2 separate regions of the Gossypium hirsutum genome follow, and region 2 is linked to region 1. A link is a contact called in public Hi-C data. All regions are on one chromosome and are shown on one strand. The core of a region is the stretch at or near the end of the contact, and the rest is flanking DNA. Distances in the headings are between cores, read along the strand shown.

Region 1 (6,002 bases), core at 2,061-4,560:
GTCTTCTATAATACTTAGCCTTCAAGGCATACTGCATCTTCTTAAACATAGCCTTCAAGGAGGCATACTTCAACTTCTCAAACAACTAAATTTTTCAAAAACAAAGCCTCTTCAGGCACATTTAACCTTTTAAGGTAAATAGCGTTTCTAAGAACACCTTGCACTTTTATACTTTGCCTCCAAGGCTTCAAGCATACATACTTTGAATGTTTACACCTTGCCTTCAAGGCCTTGTGTGAATTTCACAAGAACAATAAAATCACAAACTTCGCAAAAATTTCCTCCAATTTTACGAAACAAAATAGGCAAAAAAATTTCTAGACAGAACTTGCCCAGAACAAAGAGACTTCACTAATACTTTTTGTCTCAGGTAAGGTTACTTTACAACCTTCCCTTCAACTGAGGGCAATTGTTACACATATGCTCACTTAACATACCTTCACCAGACCTTAACAATTGGGACAAACCCACCAAACAGAATAACCCCGCCAATCACCACCCTCTGCCCAAAGGCCACGTCATGCCAAGCTAAACCACTCTGTTGTCACTACTCTTTATCCTTGTCACATCAAATCACATAGCCACCCTAATACGGCACCCACTTTGAATAACAAGCCCACCACTAAAACAAGGACACATGGCTTATAAGTGTTCCCTTTAAATACTCCCCTCAAACCTTATAACAAAAGGGGACCAATCTATCTACTACCACTTACAACTCTCGACCCATTAACTGAACTGCCTCCGACCTTCTTGCCACATTCTTATATAGTATCAACAAAACCCTCAATTTAATAAAGTTTAGGGTTTTTTTAAATATTTTTTATTTATTAGAAAAATGTATATTATTATATAGTTTACGTTAAGTATTTTATCTTTTATAGCACTAGAAGAGATCTACTTGAACAACGGTTTCTTATAAAAGATCTACGCCAAACAAATCCTAAGCATTCAATTTCAAAATGGACATGTTAGTTGGTCCAATATTTCAAGGATAGAGCAGCAAAATGCCAAAAGCTTATTTGAAGAAACACAATTATTGGTTAAGCAAATGCTTTGAATCAAATTGCTTTAGGAACGGGACCAATTCATAGCAGTAATATAAATAACATCAGGCATGATTCTCTACTTACATACTCCAGACCTCCTAAAGCCGGGAAATGCCAATACACCATTGCCAAGTCTAATAGAAAATAACCAATAGAGAACCGTACAAGAGAATGATTAGGAAAAAAACAATAAAAAATATGTTTCAAGTTAACCATCAACAAATAAAACCAAGCATGTTACAGGCAAAGTTGAAGGAAAAGAAAGTCATCATGATCAAAGTTTAGCAAATTGTAAAGCAGCATTGAACATATTTTGCAAACCACATACCATTAAATTATAGAAATTGGTAGTCCAAATATTAGTGCATCTTATAGACTAATTTTAACTCCCATGGCTATGTTAATCAAAGGGAAAAGAATAAACCCAGACAATCAGTTCACATATTGATAAAATCGTAGCTTACCCCTAAGATCATGTTCGATATAATAGAGCTTCAATTAACAATCAAGTAATTACTAGAATCCTCGTCAAAAAGATATGAGAATAGCAGGAGGTAAAGAGAAGCCCATGCTGCAATTAAAGCATGGAAAGTTGAAAATCCCCTGTACAAGATAAATTTAGGAAAGAAAGTTATATTTTGAACAATTTTTTATATAAGAAAAAGGAAAAGAAGAAAAGAACATAGGACAAAAGTGCACCGATTGCTCCATTCCACTTTTTCTTTATCACTTAGTTTTCATATCCTTTGAAACAAAAAGGGCTGATAAAACCTTTTATATCATAGACCTGCAAGAATAATATCAATCATATTTAGAACTTAAACAGAGGGAGAGAGACTATCAGGGAGAGAGACTATCTCAAAACATTAAAAGGCTGTTACTTAGAATCGAGGGTCAGTGTCAGATACAATATAAGGATGCGTCCAACATGGGTATACTAAACCTTTTAAAGTTTTTCCATATATTTAGATCATCATATTTTAGAAAAAAAATATGAAGAGTCTAGGTAACATAGTTTAAAAAGACATATAACTCAATAGGTTGCATTAATCTTGTAAACATTTCAACATAGACCCAAAAAGAGAAGTGAAATTACCATTACTATATAAAAAGGAAATTCTTATGCAGCTACTCAATTTACTTCTAAAGCTAAAGCCAACTTATGATATTTAATGATAGAATTGCATTATGTTTCCAATGCATGATTCTTTTGTTTGGAAATTTTAAATACTCCCACTGTAAGAATATCTGAATCTGAGTATCAGAAATTAGATAAATATGTACATTCTGTATTCTAAAAGTGAAATGTGAATTCTGTTGTACTGATGACAAACCTAATACTGCAGTTATAGGTAGTTCTAAATAGATCAACCTAAGATAAAATGGTTTAAATCTAATCTTCAGTTGGTTTCGCTAATTTCCCTAAATAGTCCACAAACTTTGGCAACTTAGAACAAACCTAATAAACTACTCCAACTTGGGCATGGACAGCAAATGTAGATATGGATAACTTTGACCCAAAATTCAAAGATACAGGTCCAAAAGTGGAACCACTACCAGGGTCTTTTAGTCGTCAGTGTAAAGCTGTCTTATCCTAAGTTTCCCAAACCCTTTTATGCTTCATTTGAGGATAGAATCTCGGGAAGGCAGGTCTTTTATGAGCGTCAGTACAATTTAGTTGCATCATTGTTGGTGCCAAACCATTTTTTTCTCAACCAACCTATTCTTCCTCTCTGCTTTAAGGTACTATTCACAGCCATTCTCTTTTTCTTAATTGCCAATTTCAAAGCCTATTCCTAAATTCTTGATAAAAATAAATGGCAGAAACTGGCCGAATATGATTCTAAGCAATTTTATACAACCATAATTATTACCATTCCTAGAAAAAAAAAAGCTACCAATGGAGCAAATCTATCAACAAGATTTAGGAACAAATTTTAAGTAACACGAACTAGATAAGGCTGAGGATGGTTTACCGAGTGCCAAGATTAGAGTGTATTGAATTTATAAAAGATGGAAATGAAAAAGAAGATTAATAAAAGCCATTGAATTTGACCGAAATCTACGAAGAAGAAAGAGCTGAAAAAAATTCCAATCCACCAAAAATGTCGTTGATAAAAGCAAAAGCATATTGGACTACTTACTAGTTTGCAGGTGATGATGCCCCAAAAGCATGATGCGAGCCAATAAAATTCTTTAGTTGAAAAGGAGCGCAAATCCGCCATACTGCTGGTAGAGAAAGACAGAGAAAGACGAAATTGAATCAAAGACATGTGCAAACCTATCTGTTAGAAAACAACAGTTGCAAAGTCCTGTTCAAAACAAATAATTACCATAAGGTATATATAAGAACATCATACTAGTAACTCAACCAAGTAAATTGAACAACGGTTTAGCAAGAGCATAAGAAATGGATGAGAAAATGGAAATTAAAAGGAAATATCCGACAATGTCCTTAAAATTTTTCCATAAAAGAGATGAAAATGGTAACAGAGACTTTGGAAAGAAAAAGAAAGGCAGGCAACACAGAATGTAAATTGCTAGCAGACAGAGACGGCCTTACCTTTACAAACAAATCCAAAGGTAAATTGAGAAGATATTTGGTTACTTACAGAGAAAGGAAAGGTGGGGAATGGGGGGATGTTGGCGGGGAGGTCAGATAAGAGAGAAGACTTTATTATTGATGTTGGGTGTCTCTCCTAATCGAGATGGGTGTTGCTCAGTTTTTAATAAATCATCTGTAGTAATCCATTTTAAAAAGTTATCATATTCTTAATATAATATTAATTGTTTTATTTAATGTCAAATTCTCTCAGCATATTTTAATACTCAATTTTATGATATTTCGGTTGTGCGGTAATCTTTTGAGTAATTAAATAATTGTCAAAATTTTATAATTTTGTAATATATAAATATAAAAATAAAATAAAAATTCAAGATTAATTTAATATGTTATTTACCTTAATAAAACATAATTTATCCAACAATAATATTAAAATAAAGTAAAATTAAAAAAAAATTTACTCTATATTTTAGAACTTCCATGAATTTTTAGCTCAATGCTCTTTCAAAATTTTAGCTGTTTAAAGAATATTAATTTAATGTTTAAATGTAATTCTAAAACAAGTTAATTTTTTATCAAAATGAGAAATTTAAAGCCTAAGATTTTGAGGCCCAAAACATTGAAAATTGTCACAACTTACCAAGAATTTCAAAATGTTTTGTTTCAAGTAGGCGACTTTAGGAGCTTAGTTCTTTTAACACATAATAAAATTTGGCTTGGAAAACATACAAATGAAAAAATTGCATTTCATACAATAGAAATCATCTCACGAGTCAAAATGAGAAACAATATAAGGCTTTAGAAAGCCTTAAATTTAGTTACCTAAATTTGTTGAAAGTCGTAAATTTGGGATTTCGACTTAAGTTTCAATATAGGGTTTTGGTTTAGATTTTTAGATTTACTTTTTATTTAGGGTTATGATTTTAGTTGTAGTGTGAGATTTATGTTTTGGCTTCGTTTTAGGGTTTCGATTCCTTTCTATTGGGTGGTAATCTCTTGAGTAACTAAACAACTATGAAACTTCTACAATTTTGTAATATGTATAAAAATAAAAATTCAAAATAAAATTTGACAATTAATTTAATATGTTGTTTGCCTTAATAAAACATAATTTGGCCAACAATAATATTAAAATGAAATAAATTCAAAAAAATTGTACTCTATATTTTAAAATTTCCATTACTTTTTGGCTCATTTTAAGCAATCAAAACTAAATGCTCTTTCAAAATTTTGGTGGTTTTAAAAGCTATAAGTTTTGGGTTTCGACTTAGGTTTTAGGTTTGGGTTTAGATTTGCTTTTGTTTTAAGGTTATTGTTTTAGTTTAAGTTTGGGGTTCATTTTGGCTTCATCCTAGGGTTTTGATCCCATGGCATTTTGGTTGTACGGTAATCTCCCAATAATTAAACAAATGTGAAAATTCTACAATTTTATAGTATATATATAAATATAAAAATTCAACAAAAAAATTCATAATTAATTTAATATGTTTTTTACCTTAATAAAACATAATTTGGCAAACAATACTATTAAAATGAAATAAAATTGATTTTTTTTACTTTATATTTGAGATTTTCCATAACTTTTTGGCTCATTTTAAGAAATAAAAACTGTATACTCTTTCAAAATTTTGAGTGTTTTAAGAATATTAATTTAAGGTTCAAATTTAATTCTGAAATATGAAATTTTGTTTAATCAAAAAGATTAACCAAAAGCCTAAGATTTGGGGGTTCAAATCATTGAAAATCCTCACAACTTGTCCAAAATTTCAAAGTTTTCTGTTTCAAGTTGGCTACTTTGGGAGCTTGGTCCTTTCAAGACATAATTCTATTTGGCTAGAAAAACCTACCAATGGAAAGATAATATTTCATGCAATAGAAATCACCTAATGTTTGAGAAGAATAAGCAACAATAGAAGGTTTTAGAATGCAATATGTTGAAAGTCTTAATTTGCGGTTTCAACTTGGGTTTTAGTTTGAGGTTTTGTTTTCAGGTTCTAGCTTCGATTAAGGTTTAGATTTATGATTTTAGTTTCAGTTTACGGTTTTGGTTTTGGCTTTGGTTTAGGGCTTCGATTCCATAGCATTTTGAATGTGTGATAATCTCTTGAGTAACTAAACAAATGTGGATTTTGGGCTCATTTTAAGCAATCAAAACTCTACTCTTTCAAAATTTTGGTGGGTTTTAGAATATTAATTTAGATTTTCAATGTGATTCTAAAGCAATACTTTTTTTATAAAAAATAGTTACCAAAAGTCGTAAGATTTTGGGCTCAAAACATTGAAAATAGTCACAACTTGCTTAGAATTTCAAAGTTTTCTGTTTCAATTAAACTACTTTGGGAGTTTGATTCTTTTAAAGTAAAAGTCAACTTGGCTTGAAATACATACCA
Region 2 (6,555 bases), core at 2,681-5,180, 130 kb before region 1:
AATTTATAACCCCAAAATTTTATTGTATTTTCCTTTTTCATTTCAAATAGAATTAGGTGGTTGCTTGAGGCCATGAATCTTTCCTAGCGATGAAGGGAGAGGAGGTCAAGCCGTTTGTCATTATTAATTGTAATCAGTAAATGCATGAATTCATTTCCGGACCTTGCTCTTCTCTGTTCATAAATTATGAGTATGATCATTAGCCAATTGATAACGACGGTGCCTTTCTGTTTTGATGTGTGTTGTCAATGATTGTGAGCATCAAGTCAAATCAAAGATTTGAAGAATATGAGATCAAGCACTCAAAATATGGGAATGTCTTGTAAATTTTTTGGGGTTAAATATCAACATTAGATGAACATTTTTCGCCTCCAAAAACCCAGATTATAAATGTAATTATTTGATGTGATGAGAAAGGGAGAAATTATTTAAAGAAAATGTTGATTTTGTGAGTATGAATGAATTAAGAGTCTGGAAAGTTAGAGAGAAAGCTGGGTAGCAAATAGCATTATTGGAAATGAATAATTTATTTGGTGGGTTATATATGTCACTAAGTGCCAAAATAAAACGATGCCTTAAAAAGGAAAAATATTTATAGCTGTCCAAGAAATCCAAGGGCGATCGAAAATCTTGTTGTTATATATAGGTTTACGTACAACCACGAATCTGGCAATCTCTCTAATCTCCACCTAGCATTCCCAGAATACACTCTAAAGGACGAATTACAACGCAATCAAAATAATTTAATTTAATTTTTTAGTAATGATTAATTAGTTAATTATTCAATTATAATTAACTAAAAAGAATGATATTTCTGAAAATCCAAAATTTTATTGGATAATTGCAAACCTAAAGCGATTATCTCTAACAGTGAAAAGGGAAAGAGTTGTAAATAATTGGGAGTTTTAGATGGAATTATGTAGTAAAAGATTAGGATTTGGTTAAAGCTTTTCCTCTCTCTAGGCTGAGTATCCCCAAGGAAGCAAATAATTTTTGGGTACTAAACATGAATTTTTATAGCTATGAATAATAATTGAAGTCTTTCTATCATTTTTTATTCAACAACTCTTTAATCCAGTTATTTCTATAAAATTCTTAATTACAAGTTTAGTAAAAGTCCAAGCATGTTGTATATTATTAACTTATTTAATTACATCATACATCTCTTAACTATAGTTAAATTTCAAACTAATCTCTAAAGTTCAGAATGTTCTTATTGAGTCCCAAACTATCAATATTGCTCCAATTAGGTCCTTCCATCAACCATTTTGTTAACTTTTCTATCATATATCTATTAGTGATACATGCCACACGAAAAAGGATTATATGAAATAGTGATTCCACGTCATCTTTATCCTTTTCCAATAAGAGAATGACAAATCAGATTTTTATATTTATGAATACAAATAAAAATAAAAAATTATATCATAATTAAATTAATTTTATATTTATGATTAATTATAATTTTATTGCTCTTAATTTTTATTTTATATACATAAATACAAAAATAAATAAAATTTTATATTCCATAAATAATTTAAGTTTTACAAAATTATTTTATTCATAAATGAAAAAAGTAAATAAAAGAAAGCAGAAAAAATTAATTTTATAAAATTAATATAATTATAATTAATTATAAATTTTCAAAGTTATTTAATTCTAACATAAATAATTATTTATTTCTATTTTTATCTATAATATATATATATAAGCATGAATTTGAAAAAAAATTAAATTGATGATAATACACTTTATTGTTAATTATATTTTTAAATTGACATTAAAATAATATCACTATTATTATGTGATAATAATAATAATAAAAGTAATATGAATTAAATATGAATTAATATGGTAGTTTAGTAATGTGAAAGTAATTAATTTCATCGTATCTTTTAAAAGTTGTACTAAAAAATTAAGATAATATATTATTAATTAAAAAAATTAAAAATATATATAATTATTAAATATAATTAGATAAATTAAAAATAATAAAAAATATAAGTTTTTTAATTAAACAAATATAAATTCTATATATATATATGATAATTAATCGTTTTAAAATTAATTTTTATAAATAATAAAAATTAAATATGTGAGATTAATATTATATATAAAGATAATATTAATATATTGGTTACCTAATCTATAATGTATAAGTTTATTTATTTATTAATAGTGTTTTCATTATCAATGTAATAGTTATTATCACTTAATTAAATTTTGGGCCCATATTAAATTGCACTTATTATTTTTGATTAATTATCAATCAATTAGTGTTACAATTATAAATTATAATAATATTTAGCTTATAAATATATGCATTAACAATGGCATTTTAATTTAAAATAACATCTGAATTATTGAAAGAAATTATATTTTAACATTATTTATTATATTTTGTTTTCATCAACAAAAATTGCATATTTTTTTATTATTTGAGGTGTTTAGTTATTATTATTATTTGATATTTGATAGTTTTACTATTATTTAATTTTAAGAATATTTTTGTCGACTGAGTCTTAGCTTGGTTAACATTGGTATTGTGGTCAGTGCAAGAGTATGTAGGTTTGCGTGTGTTGGAGTACATTTATCCTCCAATATATATAAGGGTTAGGGGGTTATGGGTAATAATGTTTACATAATTATGAATGTTGTTTATCATTGTGCCATGAAATATTATATCAAAGGCAATGAAGTATTAAAGTAATGGCTATCAATTGAGTATTAACTCGATTGACATAGATATTGTTGTCAATATAGGAGGACATGAGTTCGAGTACGCTAAAGTGCAATTATCTTTCCATTTAAGAGTTGGAGAGCGACTATAAATAATTCTAAATATTATATTAAAAAAACGTAATGGCTATCCATTGTTTTCCATTTTTTTTATTTTCTTTACTTTTAAAATGTTGTTTTATTCTTTCATTTATTTTTCAAAATTAATAGAGTTCTAGTATAAATTAAAACAATTCTCATTTAATTAATAAACACATATTTTTAAAAAATTATAAAATATATAATTTAATAACTTTAAAAAATAAATACCTAAAATCATGTGTAATACACATCAACTAATTTATAAAGGAGTAATCAACAAAAAGAATATAAAGATAAAAAAAAAAAAACAATGTGTGCCTACTAGATGGTAACGTGTGTCACTAATAGAGATGTAACATAAAAGTTAACGAATGGACCTGATTGGAACGGTATGATGGTTTGAGGACTTATTTAAAACATTTTCAAATTTAAATACCAATTTAAAATCAGACCCATAGTTCAGGGACGTTTGGTGCAATAAACTCAATTGGTGCGTGCTCCTAAGTTGTAACAAGTGTCTATCGAGTTCTAGCCAAGATATTGCGAAGCTTCATGATCCGGTTGCTCTTTTTATCTTGTTATTTACACAAAAAGTCCAAGAGTCTCCTCCAAATTAACAACATTCTTATAAGGGCCATAGATTTTAATGATTGAAAATAAGAGAATTTGAAGGTAGAAAAGTGAAATATTATCCCAGTCCGGCTTGTGGGGGTTGTTGAGGACAATTACTCGTGCTCGGACAAATCATATGCCCAAAAATGGGCAGAGACTGCTGCGTATGGGTTGAGCGACTGGTAATAAATTACTCACAACCACAAGTAGAAACAGAGGAAAGCAGGAACTGATACAGAAGTGAACATCAAAAAAGTCCAATGTTCTCATTACATTAATGTGTAGTTGATGACTTGGATTAGAGCTTTCTGTAATTATCGAGGAAAAGACAGAACCCCAAATCAATGTCCTGTCGATTGTCAAATCTGCTACAGAGTAGCAACCTCACTGTCTTTCCAAATTTTATCACATCCAGCCAAGAAGGCTCTTCACATGTCTTTGTTTTTAGTGATTAGATAATAATAATAATAATAAAAACATTTTCAGCTCCTTGCTTTACAGTTGGTCTGGTCCTAACACCAACCACTCACGGGCTGATAGTTACTTGGATACTGCCCATATTTTCTTAAGTCTTACGCTACAGTAAACTGAAATGCTTTCTACTTCAAACAGGTATAAGTGTTGAACTAGAGAAGCCCTAGTGGAAGCTTCTTTTCACTTCTCTCATGTTTGCTAGCTGCCATGGATCCAATCATTCGCCTTCTTCTTCTTCTAGCATCCTCTTTCATGCATCTATTTTCCGCAACAGCTCAACCCCCAAATCCAATCTCTCGGATCACAGTAGTGGGCGTTGTTTTCTGTGATTCCTGTTCAAGCAACACTTTGTCTAGGCACAGCTACTTCTTGCCAGGTAAAAGAGACTAGTATACAACCCCAAACACTGGTCTAATTCATCAAGGAACAGACACACACATACATATAATATATTTGTGATATTTAAAGTTGCCTTTGATTTTACTAGGTGCTGAAGTCAACATTGAATGCAAGTTTAAAGCACAATCACCAAAAACTACAGAGCAAATGAGCGTCTCAGTCAACAGAACTACAGATAAATATGGGGTGTACAAGCTAGAAATACCGCATGTTGACGGGGTTGACTGTGTGGAAGGTTTGGCCATTGAGTCATTATGCCAGGCAAGTTTAGTAGGGAGCAAATCCAAAGCATGCGATGTACCAGGTTTGAAGACATCCACAAATCAGATAACTGTCAAATCAAAACAAGATAATCTGTGCATCTACAGCTTGAATGCACTGAGTTACAGGCCTTCCAAGAGAAATGCCACCTTGTGTAGAAATCACAAACAGTGGTAAAAATATTATGGAAGTTATTTGTTAAAAGTTAGATCGTATTTTATTTTTATTTTTTAAAAATAAGTAAATTATATTTTTATATATTAAATTGAAGGATAAATTAATTTTTTGTTAATAATTTTATTTATTTTTAATATTAAAAATTAATTATTATAAGTCAAAGTACATTCAATTAATTATTCAGTCAATTATATTAATTTTTAATAATAATAATATATGAAAATTTTAATAAAAAATTAGTTCAGTTTTTGGTCTAATATACAAAAACATATTTACTTAATTTAAAAAAAAATTAACTCCTAGGTAATTTTACGCCTGAAGAGCTGTCCCCAACTTCTTTTAACTCCTTTCCTTTCCCAAAATTTGGATTCCCTTAGCCATTTCCCTCGTTACCTCCCCTTCCATCATTCCCACTCCCTCCCCTGCCACCTTTGCCATCATGGCCCTTTCCTCGCTTGCCCTATCCCATTCCACATCCCAATCCACCATCTTTGCCTTTCCCTTTCTCCCCTCACCCTCCCTTCCGTCCTAGCCCATCTCATTTTGTTCCACCCCCTCCACCTGCATTTAATCTAGGAGATCCTACTACTTGGCTACCAGCTCCTCCTTCCCCACCTGGCTTTAATCTGGGAGACCCAACAACCTGGATATCTTACGTTCCCCGCTCCCCTCCAAGCTTCCCCCAGACCCAAACACCCTAAGCATCATTTGGCCTCCTCTAAATTCAATTCAACACCTGAATAATTATGCTTGATTTTGATATCATGTACTGTTATTCTTGATTGAGAAGATTTCATAATTTACGGTATAGAAAGTAGAATGGACTAGCTTACATTTTTAGTAACATTATTATGTATATAGACATGCACTTATCGCCTCCTTTTGCAGCAAATCAGTTCACTAGTGCTATGAATTTGAAATTGTGGGAACGAAATCATTATACCTTCCAATTGCACAAATATATAAAAATTAAAATTTTAAAATATTTATTAAGTATTTTAATAATGGGAGTGTTTGCCAAATAATAATAATGAAAGATGTGTTTCATCACGTTACTAAAACTAATATTCAATTTAAATTCAAGTTCCAACTCCATGGGGAGAATTCTTTCCTCTTTCATTACAGTTTTTGAGTTCATAAGATTTAGAGGGCACAATTTGATTAATTGACTATGTTAATACGTCTATGTATGATGTATCATTGGAAATACGAATGGATGAATGTAGGAATTTAAGTTGGATTTTTTTTTTAAAGAAAATGATGTCAAGTGTTGAAGATAAATTCGTGTATGCAACAAACAAATAAGTAAAGTAAAATCGAAAAGATTGAATATGTAAATTTTACGTGGAAAAATTCTTAAAAAGAAAGATAAAAAATCGCTAGCAAAAGAAGATTTCGCTATAATAAAGAAAGATAAAAAATCGCTAGCAAAAGAAGATTTCGCTATAATAAAAGGAAAGTACAAAAGATAGAGAGAATCAACACAAAACAGATAATCTAAATATTTTTGTTATGTAAAACCTAGAGTAACTAAGGTCTATTTATAGGCTGAATTCATAGCATATATGACTAAAATAACCCTAGGTTAATCAGAGTTTAAGTGAAAAACTAAAACATGATTTAACTGAGAGAAGAGAACTGAGAAATTAGAGAAACAAGTCGCCACATTGTGATGTGGCATTTGCGTCATCGAGACGAAAGCTCTCTTCTCGTCGTGATGTCGGCTGTTCATCGGGACGAAGAACATTTTCTCGTTGTGATGTCACACACTATTTGGTCCGAAAATGCAAGGCATAACTCTACAAATCTCCA

The links. A called contact is a pair of places that touch in the nucleus more often than the background predicts.
Region 2: a contact with region 1 is called in a Hi-C map of seedling, with 2.6 times the contacts expected there. The contact joins the promoter of LOC107886705 here to the enhancer-like site in region 1. A contact is called at or near these places in 10 of 34 Hi-C or Micro-C datasets (callus, fibers, hypocotyl and 3 more).

What each region holds. Positions count from the first base shown.
Region 1 is chrA03:103,821,544-103,827,545 of Gossypium_hirsutum_v2.1, reverse strand. No RefSeq gene overlaps it. Among protein-coding and RNA genes, the nearest start is that of LOC107888111, 9.2 kb to the right of the region's middle. Within about 2 kb of position 3,310, at least 7 of the 9 cell types and tissues checked have an H3K27ac peak or open chromatin away from gene starts, as enhancers often do. A contact at or near this core is called in fibers and leaf, where this site is marked.
Region 2 is chrA03:103,949,444-103,955,998 of Gossypium_hirsutum_v2.1, reverse strand. LOC107886705 (major pollen allergen Ole e 1) reads left to right here and starts at 3,930. Exons shown (of 2, transcript XM_016810755.2): 1 at 3,930-4,282; 2 at 4,394-4,824. The coding sequence starts at 4,114. The coding sequence ends at 4,743.